Regions from separate parts of the Mus musculus genome. Here region 2 is linked to region 1. The links are chromatin contacts, called in public HiChIP or PLAC-seq maps. All regions are on one chromosome and are shown on one strand. Each heading gives the region's core, a stretch centred on a gene start, on an enhancer-like site or on the middle of the called end of the contact. The rest is flanking DNA. Distances are from core to core; before and after follow the strand shown.

Region 1 (4,870 bases), core at 977-3,476:
GTCTATTTCCCAAGTGCTGGGATTAAAGGCAGTCGTCAGCATGCCTGACTTAAGTTGTAATCTGCATTGCTTCCCTTCAGTAGGGGGACCTGAGCAGTGCCTGGCGCATACCAGTCCAGCGCTCTGCCACTGAGCCAACCCCCATTCCCCGTGTGTTCTTAAGAGAGAAACTGAAACAAGTCAACTTTGAGTTAACCAAATGGGAGAGAGGTCCATAAAAAGTTCCACACTGGGAACTACCCAGTGAACAAGGGAAAGACTTTGACTCTGAAGATGTAGGCGTAATCTCTACTACCAAGAGTGCGATGACTACAGAACATTCGATACCAAAGTGATACAGGCTTTCAGATCATAAAATGTGTGGGGTTGTAAGCTGTGTGTGCCTTGTTATGTGTTACTTCATACTGTGTGAAACAGCAGTTTTCAGGTTGTACCTTGCCCGAGGTGACTCCATTCTATAAAAGCAGCGTTTGGCTCTATTTTAAGTGGGAATGCAGAAGCAGGAAGACCACACCACGCCTCACTGTGCATAGGGTTCCACCACCTGTTAGCGTCTCTCACGCAGAACGGACTGACAACCACTTACTTCTAAAAGTTAATAAACAGAGTTTTCCACCTATAGGCCTATCGAGGCTGCCAGATGAGGTGACACACGCCTTTAATCCCAACACTTGGGAGGCAGAGGAGGGCTGGAGACCAGCCTGGTTTACAGAGTGAGTTCCAGGCTAGCCAGGGAGGAAAACCAAACCAAACCAACCAACCAACCAACCATAACTTATCAAAATAAATTAGAACTCTATGAACACATAAGGGTACTGAATTCACACCAGGAGATCCATTATCAAATACACTAAATAAAACCAACTTATCATATGCCCTAGAAAGTGGCAAAAATCGATCACCTTCACTTGAGCCCCATGAACACTTCTAAAGCTATAATGACAAGAGCCCCCATTGCCCGTGTAACCACGAGTGTGTTCATTAAAGGCTGACAGCAGAGAACTCCTACCAATCTCTGGAGCTCAAGATCCTCCCCTTCCTGCCACTGTTGATGTGGCCACCTGTGTGTCCTTCTGGACCATCTTCCAGTTCATTCCCAAGCTCACCTCAATGGTGAAGTCTAGCTCCGGGCCTCCCTCAGCTCCAAAGCCTTCATACCTTATCATGAATACTTGTCTTTCTCTTTACATCTGTCTTCTGCTTCATGTAAGGCCTCTTAGAACTCCTGTGGCCTCTTTACCCCTTACACAGCTATTCAATAGCCTACATAGACATATAATTACTGTGGGATGTGTAGTCTCCGGTGAGAGTTAATATCACCAGTGAAGACTGGAATGATATATTCTATTTTCGGTGATGGCCAGCTGTCAAGGGAAATCTCGAAATCTTGGCAAAATTGCAGCCAACGAAACCCAGTTTGTGAATCTGTACTTCCATTGTGAAAGACATTGTGCCTGGCACTGTGAAAAGACAAACGTGTCCCTTTATGTTTCTGACATAGCATACTCACGACACATGGCTTGCAAGGTTTAAGTCTTAAAATGCAAGGAAACACTAGGCAGCTTATTTTTCTCGTACTGGCAGGCGATTGACTGCAAACGGGTCAGTGTGCCATGCCACGTTCTGAGACGCCAAGTTTATCACATTAAGTCCACATTAAAATAAATAAAATTAAATTAAGTACTTCCTCCTTAACATTTGGGCTAAGATGTCTAAGAAGGGGCCATTCAGGGGTGACGCTAAGGCATCTGTGACAGGTTGGCAAGCGGGGTCAGGGCTTTCGGACACGGCCGCCACGTCTGCGAACCAAGTTCGAGCAGTGTCGGACCCCGTCACCCTCCCCGCGGAGCCTCGGGAAAGATGTCAGAGGGGATCTGCCCCGGGGAGCGGTCGGGGGTGCTGTCAGTCAGCAGAACGCGGACGGGAGCGGCGAGGAGGGCGGCGCGAGGCAGCGGCGGCCGCGGAGGGCGGCCGGCCTCCCCCCTCCCGGCCTCGGGCCCCAGTCACTCACATGCGGGCCCGCGCCCTCTCGGGCTCCTCCCGCCTCGGGGACAGCAGCCGCCGGGCGAGGAGGGTGGGCCAACAACTTCCTGCTTCCGGCAGCGCGACCCGGAAGTGGTTCTCGCGCCGCCGGCCAGGGCTGGAACACAAAGGAAAAGCTCCTTGCGCCCCAGGTTCCGAAACAGATCTGGCGAGGTCGCGGGGCGCGGGGCGCGGGGCAAATCTCGCGGTATCTGAAAAGCTTGTGCTCTTGCTCCCCCTGACGTCCAGATGGCACTACTGCGCCTTCTCAGTCGTAGAAGTCTCAAAATATTAATAACAACAATAATAATAATAATAAAAAAATTTTTTTAGGGGTCCGGACTCATTGACTCAATTCATTCCCATTTACACTTGGCTCACTCGTTTGTATCTATTGACTGCTGGTTCTGTGGTAAGCATCACTAAGCACTGTACTCTTAGGAAACTGCTTCAAGAATTATATATTGTAACATGAACATTCTCACAACACCTGACCATGAACCAGCCAAACAGGTTTATGGAGCTGGTTAACTGACTGCAGGTTTCTCTCACAAATAGGGAGTGGCAGTCAGCAACTGTTTGTATATGTGTGTGTGTGTGTGTGTGTGTGTGTGTGTGTAGTATGTGTACGCTTCTCCATGCACATAAGTGTCTTCAGAGGCACCGGATCCCATGGAACTGGACTTACAGACAACTGTGAGCAGAATGATATAGATTCTGGGAACTGAACTCAAATTCTTTGGGAAAACAGCTTTCTGAACAGCCAAGCCATCTCTCAAGCCTCTATATCAGAACCTTTAACTGATTTCTACCCGGGGACCTGAAACAAAATGCTGGGCTCAGCCCTGATGCTATAACTCAAAAGCCATGGTGACTGTGAGATGGGGTCAGATGAACCAGAGCAAAGACTCCAGGCCACCAGGCCACTCTACGCTCTCCCCATACAGGCACAAATAAGTCTCCTTTCCTGACACCCACTACTACCTGTACCCTCAGCTGACATACTAAGCCTGCCAGAACTGACTTTGTTTTTAACCCCTTAAAATGACAGTTACACAGGCTAGAGAAAGGGCTCCGGAGTTACAAGCACCTGCTGCTCCAGAAAAAGACCAGAGTTCACTTTCCAGCACCCACACAATGGCTTAGAACTGTCTGTAGCTGCCGGGCAGAGTGAGTTCCAGGACAGGCAGGGCTATACAGAGAAACCCTGTCTCGAAAAACCAAATAAACAAAAAAACAAAAAAACTAAAAAGGAGAATATATGGAGCCTAAATTCATCTATGGTGGCCTTGGAAATTCTCAAAGTCCCCTTTTCAGAACCTCACCGAGTGAGAGAACTGGGGTTAGCAGAGTTCCCATCACTTGAAGCTGCAAGGCAAAGAGAGACAGGTGAGACTGCACTGAAGAGGTACAGTTCTGTTTCCCTAAGGACACCAGCTTTACAGAGAACAGTGACGATCAGAGTGGCAGCCTCCTTAGATGACAGGCTGGAAGAGAACAGAGAATGTCTTTAAGAATTTAGGGCTAGCCTTGCAGTGGTAGCGCAAGCCTTTTATCCCAGCACTCGGGAGGCAGAGGCAGGCAGATTTCTGAGTTCAAGGCCAGCCTGGTCTACAGAGTGAGCTCCAGGACAGCCAGGGCTACACAGCGAAACCCTGTCTTGAAAAACCAAAAAAAAAAAAAAAAAAAAAAAAAAAAGGTGTTTCACAGACTGGGCTGCTTTGGGGAGTTTCTTTCCAAGGCATCTCTAGCTGTTCTCTTGAACAGGGCTGGAGGGGGGAAGGGCTGGAGAGATGGCTCAGCAGTTAAGAGCACTGCCTGCTCTTCCTGAGGTCCTGAGTTCAATTTATGGTGGCTCACAACCATCTGTAATGGGATCCATTGCCATCTTCTGGTGTGTCTGAAGAGAGCAATAGTGTACTCATGTACATATAAAAAACAAAAACAAAAACAAAAACAAACAAACAAACAAACAAAAAACCTTTTAAAAAATCTGGGGGATTAAACCTTATTGATGATGTCTCCCAAGAAGAGACATTTACTGTTCCGAGCTAGGAACAGAGTGTAGATGAATCTATTCTACCTTCTGTGGCAGCATCACTCGGTAAACATTAACTGGGATTTGCCCAGAAAAAGAAAAGCAAAGAAACCAAGACCACACATAGCCAAGCAGTGGTCAGGGACACTCACCTATGATGCTTTGGGTGGACTCAGGAATGAGCCCCCATGATGTCAGAGGTAACACAGTGACAGAGACCTAGAGCCCCATGTCACCTTCAACTGTCTGTTAGTCTTTTAGGGACCTTGACTCAGGAGTCATGAATTGGATATAGCAGAGGTTTTCAGGCCTAACTAATTAAAAGCTGAGTTGGAGATTTTTATAAGGCTTTTTTTTTTTTAAAAAGGACTTATTTATTTCATGTATGTGAGTACACTGTCACTGTCTTCAGACACATCAGAAGAGGGCATCAGATCCCATTACAGATGGTTGTGAGCCACCATGTGGTTGCTGGGAATTAAACTCAGGTCCTCTGGAAGAGCAGTCTGTGCTCTTAACTGCGGAGTCATCTCTCCAGCCCTATAAAGATATTCTTAATGACATAAACCATGAAGATTAAGGGAGAAAGAGAACAGGAAGACAGACAGAGTTAAGTCTCTCTAGGTGTCGCTAGGGAGAGAGGTTGAAGGGAAGCCTGAAGAGCAAGCCATGCCCAAGAAGGAGGGAGAAGAAGGGAAGGAAGGGGTGAAGCGGGCAAAGCGAGGGAGGAGGAGGAAGGGACAGGAATGTCTAACTATGGGGTAGCCTAATCACATGGCCCCTAAGATCTCTGGGGAGAAGCCCCCTGAA
Region 2 (4,881 bases), core at 1,528-4,027, 1.3 Mb before region 1:
GATCAGTATACACAGCACCTTCTCTCAAAAAGAAGTGGGCTGGGGAATTCTGTAGAACTTACTGGAATTCATAGTTTCTTAAATGGAAACCAATTCTAAATTGCTCTTCCCCCACAATCCCTATATATTCTTCTGCTTGTATATATAGATTAACATTTTCAGTTTTAAAAAAAGGTAATAAGCCGGGCAGTGCTGGTGCACACCTTTAATCTCAGCACTTGGGATGCAGAGGCAGGTGGATTTCTGAGTTCTAGGCCACTCTGTAGAGTGCAGCCAGGACTACACAGAGAAACCCTGTCTTGAAAAACAAAAAACAAAAAACAAAAAAACCAAAAAAAACCAAAAAAAAAAAATAGTATAAAATATTTGTGCTATATATGAAGAAATAAAGAATAATACAGTGACCATGTGTTTGCCTAATGTGAGCCTTAAATTGAAGCATGGTGGACTCTTAAATTTCCTGCAGATCTCCCAGCTACCTTTTTCTTCGATGCTGCTCCTTAGAGGAAATCCTGTCCTTGAAGAACTTGTTTATTTCCAGGAGCTTCCAGACTCCACAACTAGATTGCGTTTGGCTAGATATAATCAACACCCTATATTGTTTTGCATATTTTAAGTCTTCTGGGAAAAAAGGTGTGCTGTGTGTGCTTGTTCTACCAATTAAACTAATATTGCTTCTTCTATATGTATACGATGTGTTGTGTGTGTGATACTTGTTAGTGTGGGTATCTGAACATTTGCCTGCAGATAGAAAGCACAGAGGTGCCAGGCATGGTGGCACATGCCTTTAATCCCAGCACTCGGGAGGCAGAGGCAGGTGGATTTCTGAGTTCGAGGCCAGCCTGGTCTACAGAGTGAGTTCCAGGACAGCCAGGGCTATACAGAGAAACTCTGTCTCGAAAAACCAAAAAAAAAAAAAAAAAAAAAAAAAAGAAAAAGAAAAAAAGAAAAAGAAAGCATAGAGGTGGATGTCTGGTGTCTCTCCTCAGTACTCCACCTTTTGTTGTTTTGGGAGGAATCTCTCATCATTATCCTGTTATTTCATGTTATTTCATAGGTGTGGCTAGGCTGCTTAACCAAGCTCCAGGCTTCTGCCTATCTCTCTGGGACTACAGGCATGCACCACCGAGTTTTTTCTATAGATTCTGGGGATTTGAACTCAGGACTTTATGTCTGTTCAGCAGGCCCTTTATTAATGGAGCCAGAGCCTCAGCTAACTCATTTTATTTCTATTTGTGGAATCTATCCACTTTAGAATATGAATTTCTGGCAGATTTTTTTCATTTATGTCTCATAATCCAGTCTATGAAAATAATCACCTACCTAGTTTCCTACTGTTTAACAAGTACCTTTTGCCACTCTCTGCCCTGTCCCCTCCACCCCCCCTATTCAGCTGTTTCTTTTGTTTGTCACGTGGACTATAAGTATAATAATCTTTGTCTAGCGTAAATACTTAGCAGTGAGTCCTAGGATGGGCTCCCCTCAGCTCCACCAACTGCTGTCAAATAGGTTCCCCACAGGTTTCTAGTAATTTAGATTTCTGCCAGCTGTGCCTGTTGATTCCAGTGTTCTGCCTTCCACACTAACCATGATGGTTTTTACTTTAAAAACTTAACCTGAAGGCCTCGGAAGGGACTTCCCTATGTACTAGAAAACTGAAGTCAATTTTCACACACGGTGTTCTCTGTTTTGCAATCTGCCTGTTCTCCTCTTTGCCACTTTTTATTGGTTTGTATTTTTCATTGATCTGTAATTTTTTTTTACATATTCTGCACACAGAACCTATTATATTGGCCTTACATGTATATGACCTATACCTCTTTCTCCTAAGACCAGGTTTGTCTTCTTTATGTTCTGTTACATTAGAGTTATCAGTTCCTGTCACATTTCTCTCCCTAGTGTTAATCATGTGGTCATAGATAAACAAGAAGGAGGGGAGGGGATGAGAGAGGGAGAGATTAAGGAAAGATTCACCAAGAACCAAAGCTTCTTTAATTATTTTTAAGACTGAGTCACATGAAGCCCATTGTTGGCCTTGAACTCACTATGTAGCCCACACTGGCTTTAAATTTCCTACTTCTACCTCCCAATGACTGGGATTACAGATGTGAGCCACCATACCTGTACCATTCACCACATTTTAAAAGCTAATTTTAGATAAGACATCCCATCAGTTTTGTCTACACACATACTCTGTGTGTAGAAGTGAGTCATTAGAATCCCATTCAAACTCAGGTGGTTTGTGTATACTGCATAGTCAAACCACAGTTATTCGGTTCTACACACATTTTCTACATACATTCTCTACACACATTCTCCAAGGAGGCTCTGGGAAGACCAGTAAGTACCCCATGCTCCCCGGGCAAAAATATAGTGGAAGAAATACTTAAACTTAGCTGCTTGAAAACAAAAACAAAATCCTAAATTCGAATGGTTTTCAATTATCCTGGCTTCAGGTTCTTATACAATTTTTAAAAAGATTAACACCCAGTTCAAGCTCTCATTATTCTAAAAAGCGTAATTTCCACCAGGCTGAAATTTTCTATGAGGTTGCCGCCCCGAGGAATGGGTAGTTTTCAAGTTTTGTAATTATAAGCAAAATCAGGTTCCTAACACTTTTTTTTTTTTTTTTTTTTAAGAGTTGCCACTATTGTGCACAATGGCATTCTGGAAAATGTAGTCTCGCCATGCTGAACCAGACTCACTGGAATCCAATCAGCAGACAGCCAACAGCCATGTGCACCGTGGTTGGCTGGGAGCCGCGTCCGCCCGCCCCTTGGCCTGTCACTCAGCCGACTGCAAAGGCGTCCCCCGGGCCTTGTGGAGCGTGTGGTCCGCTGGCCTGTTTGCTACTAGGGCAGGTTGGTGATTCTCCAGGGCAGCCATGGCAGAGCCACAGCCGGCGTCCAGTGGCCTCACTGATGAGACCGCTTTCAGCTGCTGCTCCGATCCAGACCCTAGCACCAAGGTGGGTGACAGGGCCTCCTTTTCGGCGGCTGGAGCGACCTGGGGCTCTGGCCCTGCCTGACGGAATCCTAACCCGGTCTGGCCGCTGCTTGCATGTCGGCCGGCTGACGGCGCAGTGGAGTGAGCTGGAAAGAGGGCGATGGGGGCAGGGGCGGGGGGACAGTGCAGAGGGATCCCCATCTTCAGAAAGTTATTTCAAAACTTGTAAACGCCCCCCAGAGTGCGTTAACTTGTTTATTTTGGGCACGGTGTCTTGAAGCCAGGGCGATTCAGGGTCAGATTCCGTGTCTGTGGGTGCAGTTATCCTGGCTTAGGCGCCATGTCCCTTTAGACGGGCAGGCACTTTCAGAACTTGTATAGCTCAAGGGGCCCCTCTGTAACTGGTCCCTCTCAGCCGTACTCTTTTTCGTAGTCGCCTTGCCGCCAGGGTTCACTCCTCCAAACTACTGCGGTTGCTCGAATTTAACTGCCTTTGCTTGCTTGGCTTTGCCATTGCTCAAGTCCACACTTCTGTCCACCAAGAGTCTCTGGAGAGATTACAGATAATAAATAGGACCTCGACTTGGAGGGAATCTTAGACACTTTTCTTCGGACCCTTTCGTTTTGTAGTTACAACCAGTAAGGAGCTTAACCGATGGCATTGAAAAACTTTCCCTTAAACACGGCTGTACTTACAGTAAAGTAGGCAAGACTCATTCAGGTGTGGTCCCTGCCTCTGCATGGCCAAAAGTTAGACGTGGTGGCTGACGGAGGAATTTATTCCTGTATAGTCATCCGTGCCAGTAAACACCTATATTCAATTAGGTGCTGCATCATTGTGAATTCCTGGATTGAATGTGGGCTTTATGCAGACCTCTAGGAGGGGCAGATAGATGGTGAAGACTTTGGTCCCTGCTTGTTCTTTGCCTTAAGGGCAAACAAGAGTCAGACATACTGTAATTGCCAAAGCTTTTGACTAGCACCAGGTGTGTACTTAGGGACACTCTTAGTCACTACAAAATTAAGGCAGGAAGGAAAGGCCGAATACAGGCACACTCACACACACTTCTCCCCATTCCTTCTATTTACCCATACATAACCTTAGTATGCATTTAATTTTTTAACATTGTGTGTGTGTGTGTGCATGCGTGTGTACGTCAGTGAACAACTTTCTCTCCATATTTGTGGGTATTGGGAAATTCAGGTCTTTGCCTTGGCAGCTGAACCATATCGTTGATCTCCTAGATATTTTATACACTATAAATTGGTTCATTCCATGTGAATTGGTTTCCTACATTACTGAAAATTTGTTCATCCATCCTTCCCTCCCCCCCACTCTCTCTCTCTCTCTCTCTCTCTCTCTCTCTCACACACACACACACACACACACACACACACACACACACATTTTCTTGTTTAGACAGGGTCTCACTATGTAGCTTTGCCTGTACTGGAACTTGCTGTATAGACCAGGCTGGCCTCAAACTTACAGAGATCCATCTGCCTGTTTCCCAAGTGCTGAGATTAAAAGATTAAAACTCTTGCTGGGCTATGTGCTATTTTCTACAAAGCACACCCGGATTCTGGGTATTGTTCTGTGTCAGTTGACTCCCTAGGTAACTGGGGATTTTAGGTAGCAGGCTGTTCAAACTGTAAGACTCTAGGGCCTGGGAATGTGGTGTGGTAGGGAGCATGCTTGACTTTGAATTCAGTGCTTAGCAGCAGCAACAACAACCAACAAACCCAATAAAACAAACAAACAAACAAACAAACAAACAAAAACTGAATGAATGAATGAATGAATGAACTAGAAATCTCAGGGAGATCCTTTTTTTTATAAAGATGAGAGTACACTGTTGCTGTCTTGCTGTCTTCAGACACACCAGAAGAGGGCATCAGATCTCATTACAGTAGTTGTGAGCCACCATGTGGTTG

What was found. HiChIP or PLAC-seq counts read pairs in DNA pulled down with a chosen protein or histone mark.
Region 2: an H3K4me3 HiChIP or PLAC-seq map of embryonic stem cells shows a contact between it and region 1, with 5 read pairs. The contact joins the promoter of Glo1 here to the promoter of BC004004 in region 1. A contact is called at or near these places in 1 of 39 promoter capture datasets (liver) and 1 of 115 datasets of contacts at active chromatin or transcription factors (embryonic stem cells).

What each region holds. Positions count from the first base shown.
Region 1 is chr17:29,266,144-29,271,013 of GRCm38.p6, reverse strand. BC004004 (cDNA sequence BC004004) reads right to left here and starts at 2,226. Exons shown (of 9, transcript NM_030561.3): 1 at 2,012-2,226.
Region 2 is chr17:30,610,555-30,615,435 of GRCm38.p6, reverse strand. It overlaps Glo1 (glyoxalase 1), which reads left to right and starts at 2,777. Exons shown (of 6, transcript NM_025374.3): 1 at 2,777-2,968. The coding sequence starts at 2,885.